Linked DNA regions of Rattus norvegicus: region 2 is linked to region 1. A link is a contact called in public Hi-C data. All regions are on one chromosome and are shown on one strand. The core of a region is the stretch at or near the end of the contact, and the rest is flanking DNA. Distances in the headings are between cores, read along the strand shown. Region 1 has its middle 12 kb from the start of Trnap-agg26. Region 2 holds the start of Brpf1 (bromodomain and PHD finger containing, 1).

What was found. Hi-C and Micro-C count contacts between places; a contact is called where the count stands out from the background.
Region 2: a Hi-C map of the A7r5 cell line shows a contact between it and region 1, with 2.9 times the contacts expected there. The contact joins the promoter of Brpf1 here to the enhancer-like site in region 1. A contact is called at or near these places in 9 of 12 Hi-C or Micro-C datasets (the A7r5 cell line, Schwann cells, frontal cortex and 5 more).

Annotation. Positions count from the first base shown.
Region 1 is chr4:147,867,209-147,869,914 of GRCr8, reverse strand. No RefSeq gene overlaps it. Among named protein-coding and RNA genes, the nearest start is that of Trnap-agg26, 12 kb to the right of the region's middle. Within about 2 kb of position 1,309, at least 12 of the 93 cell types and tissues checked have an H3K27ac peak or open chromatin away from gene starts, as enhancers often do. A contact at or near this core is called in the A7r5 cell line, where this site is marked.
Region 2 is chr4:148,010,624-148,013,329 of GRCr8, reverse strand. It overlaps Brpf1 (bromodomain and PHD finger containing, 1), which reads right to left and starts at 1,353. Exons shown (of 14, transcript NM_001415934.1): 1 at 962-1,353.

The DNA.
Region 1 (2,706 bases), core at 60-2,559:
GTCCGGCCTCTGCTCCAGAGCACTGTTTAGACTGGTCCTTGGGGCTGTGGGAAGTAGAACGCTGCCCCCCAAGGACCAGAGCTATGGAGGAAAGCCGCCCCGAAAGCAGGAGGATGTGGGGGAAGATTACATTCTTCTGGGGCCTGCAAGAGCCAAGATGGTGGCTTGCAGATGGGGCTGTAGGATAAGGACAGGAAGCTTCTACAAGTTGAGTCCCTCTTGAGCACAGAGGGGCTAGTCCTCCTCCAGCCTCTGGTATGAACCGAAAAGGGAAACCCCCTTCCTGGAAGGGGTGGGCTCCTGGCACAAGGGGCTTCTGGGTCCTTGTCTGGCTCAGAACTTTCGGGTGGAGCAAGAGTCTTCCCGAGAGGTGAACCGGAGCCTGCAGCCCTCCCAGGACTCTGACTGGTCGTCCTCCAAGGACCTGTGCTGTGTGTTAGGGTAGTTCGGTGTTGTCTGCACCCCACTAGTTCTGTCTGAACGCGTCCTTGATGTTCACTGTCCAATTCGGTAACATTTCTTTTGGTCCCACCCCCTTCTGCTGCTGCTGGATTTGAGCTTCAGTGCAGGTGGAATGATGTTCAAATAAAGACACAATTTATATCACCCGTGCTGGCTGCTGCTCCTGAATCATGACCCAGGGCCTCATGGGTGGGATACAGTCTAACCCTTCATGTGAATGGTTGTATATTCATGGAGTGCTAATGTTCAGTGTGACTTAATGACAGTTTCTGTTACCATGGCATTAAGAAAATAAAACAAAACAAACAACAACAACAGCAACAGCAACAAACCTTTGGGCCTGGTGATACATAGAGCTCAGAAGACTGAAGCAGGAGGATTGTAAATTCGTGGCCATACTAGACTACATGAAGAGATCTAGTCTCAAGAAAGAAAAAGTGTCTGGGTATTTCCAAAGCATGACTGTGGCCCATGTTTCGAGCAGGAGCCTGAGTCCTGTCTGCATGTTCACTTTCAGCACCATCTTTCCTCAAGCATCTCTCACAGCCATGGTATTGGGACTGGAGGGATGGCTCAGCAGCGACAGACAAGGGCTTCTCTTCTCAAGGACCTGGGTTCAATTCCCAGCATCTAGGAGCATCTGCAACTCTAGCTCTAGGAGATCTGATAGCCTCCCTCTTCCAGTCTCCATGGGCACCAGGCATGTATGTAATATCAGCACATACATACATGCAGACAAAATGCCTTTGCACATTAAAAAAAAAAAAAAAAGGCCAGACATGGTAGCACAGGCCTTTAATCCCAATACTTAGGAGGGAGGAGCGTGGTCTGTGAGTTTGGCAATAACCTGGCCTATGTTTCCAGTTCCAGACCAGCCAGGGCTATATAGCAAGATTATGGTGTGAGAGGGAGAGAAAGAGGAGGAGAGGGAGAGGGGGAGACCCAATAAATAAATTAATTAATTAATTAAAAGTATCTCATAGCCTGAGGTGGCTGCTGGTGCTCCAGTCCCTTGGTCTATGAGCCATTTGAAGCCGCCTGGAAATGCCACAGAACTGAGTCACCTGGCACATGTGATTGAAAGAGGCTGGAAACATGAACTGTTGCCAACGCAAGTGAAATCAGGGTTCTGTGACACGGCAAAAGGAGACACCAGCAGTCTGTGAACACTCTTGGTGACACAGTCTTGATTCTGCATACAGGACACTGACCATGGTCACAGTGCTCCACTCTTTAGTGAGGACTTGGGGCAGCCAGAATACTTCTTTCTAGAATAATACTTACACAAAGGGAAGAAAATCTAAGTCCACACTGAAGAGATGAGAATACCAACATTTACCACATTAAGTGGATGGTAAGGTGATTGGGGAACATGGGCAAGAGGCACAGTGACCAAATATTGCACACAAAGACTTGTCCTAAAAGTGCATCTGGATGTAGAGATGAACTGTCAAAATATGCAGGCTCTGATAAATGCTGACTTTTTGTCGGTGCTCTTAGGGGAGGTACCTAACATGGCTTCTGGTGGAATGTGTGCATCAGGATGGACGCTTACTGTGTGGAAACTCGAGTCAGGCAGGCCACAATGGAAAAGAAACCACTTGAGTGACAGGTAAGTGCATTATATCCCTGGGAGACTGAAAGCAGTGTGGGGAAGGTGAAGCACAAAATGTGATGTGTGGAAGGGTCAGAGATGAAGCTGGGGGTCAACAAAGGTCTGAAAAAGCTCAGAGTTAAGAGTAATGGAAGATTGCTTAATTATCTGGGGGAAGGTAGACCAGGGTCTACCCTGGCTGGCCTGAAACTTACTGTTTGGACCAGGCTAACTGGGAACCCAGAGGTCTGTTTGCCTCTGTCTCCCAAGTATAGAAATTAAAGGTGTACACCACCACCCCTGACAGGAATTGTTTGTCTTTTTGAGACACGGTCCTGGTGTGTAGTTCTGGCTTGACTGAACTCAGAGCAATCTTCTGACCTGAGTTGGTGAGTGCTGGAGTACAGTCGAATGCCACTGTGTCCGTTACATTTCTCTCACTGTCATACCAATGTGACCAAGGTAACTTGTAGAAGGAAGAGTTTATTTGAGGCCTCTGGCTCCAGAAGGTTGGAATACATGACGTCAGAGCAGAGCAGGTGGAGGAACCTGGGGCAGTTTCTAAGAGCTTAGAGCTTAGACTGCAAGCTGGACACAACACACTAGGAGTGACAGGACTTTTTGGAAATCTTTAAACCCCACCTCCAGTG
Region 2 (2,706 bases), core at 104-2,603, 140 kb before region 1:
AGACATAGGGAGAAACCATGTGAAAATGGTCATTTACACAGGGAAAACATCACAAGCTGCACTTGATTTCCTCATTTACAGATTCATGCAACATTAACTCAGGGACTACAGAGTGCCAGGCCCTAAGGGCACAAACATGAACAAAAATCTAGGCATTATGTTCCAAGGTTCTCAAGGGCTAACCCTCCCCCATCGCAGTGTTTCTGGGAGAGTAGAGACAGCAGATGGCACTAAACCCCAGGGAGCCCAGCTTAGCCTGGTACTGGCCTAATTTCTCTCAGGACTAGTTGCTTGGGACCACCAATGCAGGGCCTACCTAACCTCCCTGACAAACACTGACTCTCAGCCTTCTTTCTCCTGAGTCTTAACCACGAGAATGGGCAGCTCTCGTCCATCTATCGGCAACAACTCAAGCCAAGCTACACATTCAACTCCAACTCACTTCTATTTCCTACCTGCTGCTGTGCCTTTAAACACAAAACCAATTATAGGTGCAAACAAGCTCAACTCTTTCCAAGCCGGGTCCCTGGTGAACGCTGTCGTTCTGGCTTTGCTGCCCTGGTTCCCGAACTAGCACAGTGCCCCAAGGGACCTGGCGTCAGAGGTACTGAGCTCTGAAAGCCCTGGGGCCCTAGGGTATGGCGGAAGCATCTACTCCCGGGAACTCCAGGAGCTGAAGAAAGTATGAGGAAGGGGGTGGGACAAGGCCCGCGGGGCTAGAGCCCAGTCTCCCGGATGCTGCACCACTTTCCTTTTGTCAAAGTGTAACAAGTCAAACAAGGTTTCCCTTCAGCCACTGGCCCAGGCAGCTTCAAAGGGAACACTGTTGCCGCGGACGCTCCCCACGAACCAATGGCCTGTCAATTCTCCCCGCCCAAGGAGCTCAAGAGGAGCCTAGGGCGCCTCGCCAGGGCTGCCCCTTCTCCACTGGCACTACCTCCCGGACCCGGCCCGTACTCACCGGCCACCTCCAGTCCGGGCTCATTGCCGGGGGCGCCCGCCGGGGCTCCGACCCCGCGTGGGGAGGCCGGCGAGGAAAGACGGGCCGAGAAGGGGAAACCCGAACTCCGAGACGCGAAGGTGGCCGCCCCGGCTCCTGCCTCGCACGCTCTGGCCCGGCTCCCCCGGCTTCCCGCGCTGACCCCTGCCACTCCTGGTCCCGCCGGTGCCCCAGCGTCGCAATTCCGCAAGCACCCTCGCGTTTCCCGAGCTTTTGGATCTTCTGGCCTGGGAACCCGGTGCCGCCGGGACAATGGGGAGAGGGGGCTCCTGGAGGCGGCACAGGGACAGCGGCGGCGAGACCGTGGCGGCAAAGGCTGTGGCAGCGGCGGCGGCAGCAGCGACGGCGACGGCGTCCGCCAGGGTAAATTTGGTCCCGTGGCGCTGCATAGACGCACTTTCGCCACGGTTCCCCGCCGGTCTATTGAGGAGCTTGCGAGCAGCCTGTGGGTCTGGAAAAGATCTCTTGATACCTCACAGGGCACAGCGGGCGCTTCCATGTTCTAACGGGAGTTTCTGGAGACCGAAATCGCAGTATGGGAGAGCCGGGGTCCTCGGGCCGTTTGTGGCGAATCTGCGACTACGGACAGGCAGCGCGAGGCTGGGTGTGAGGAGCCCGCCCTTCTCCCCTCCCCCTCTGCCGCCTCCTGCTCCCTCCCTCCTGCTGGCGCGGCTGCTGCGGTAGGGACCTGGCCTTGGTCTCCGAGGAAGGCGACTGGGAGGGACGGGGCGGGAGCGCAGGGCGGGGCGGAGCTGGGGGCAGGGCCCAGAGCTATGGGGAGGCAAGGGAGCCGCAGGGGCCTGCAGTTATGGTCAGAGGCGGGGCAACGTGAGAAGAATAGCCCAGCGTGGGAGGGGCTTGTGTTTGGGAGGCGGAGCCGCCGGAAAGCGGCGCACTAATGCGACGACCACAGCCGGAAGAGTGGGCCTGAGGGTCCCAAGTAACAAAGGGCGGAGCTGTGGGTAAACCTGGAAGGTGGAGCTAAACTAGGGATGAAGATACAGCTGGGAAAGGGCACCACAGTGCAGCAGGGTAAGGGCGGGACTTAGGAAAATAAGGGGCGGGTTTCAGCTGAAATCTGAGACGGAAGGGAGACGAGGCGGAGGGAAGGCGTGGCCCTAGGTTCGGGGTACATCCCTACAAAACCGTGGAACTCAGATTGGCAGCGCTGGACTACTTTGTTACCGGTGGCTGATTGGAAGACGGTGTCAAAACACACAGCTCATTGAATATGACTGACACTTCAAGTGTGAACGTGGGAAAATTGCTGAATTCTTCTTTGGGTTCCTCATTTGTAAACCTGGAGCTTGAAAATTGTGTCATTTGGTGGGGATTTTAAAGAATTTGGATCATCATTGTCAAGCAGGGTTTGCAGTTTGTCATTGAAGAGTATGATAAAATCTTTCAAGATGCTATAGTCACTGAAAAACTTGTTTTGTTTTCACGCAGACTTGGTTTTCAGCACCCTAAAGTGCACGTTTTCCTAGGACAGTTTTCCCTGGAGAAATGCCAATAAAACCAGCACTCCAAGAAGTTGTTTCCCCGTTAAACAGTGGGGTCTGTCGTAAAATCGGTGATTTCTCTTAAAGAAATGGCTTATTGTAACTGAGTTCCCCGTTATTAAATGGAGATAATATATAGTCCTTCTGTCCCAGGGATATGGTAAAGATTAAGAGAGATGAGGTCTGTAAATTGTCTAACACAGT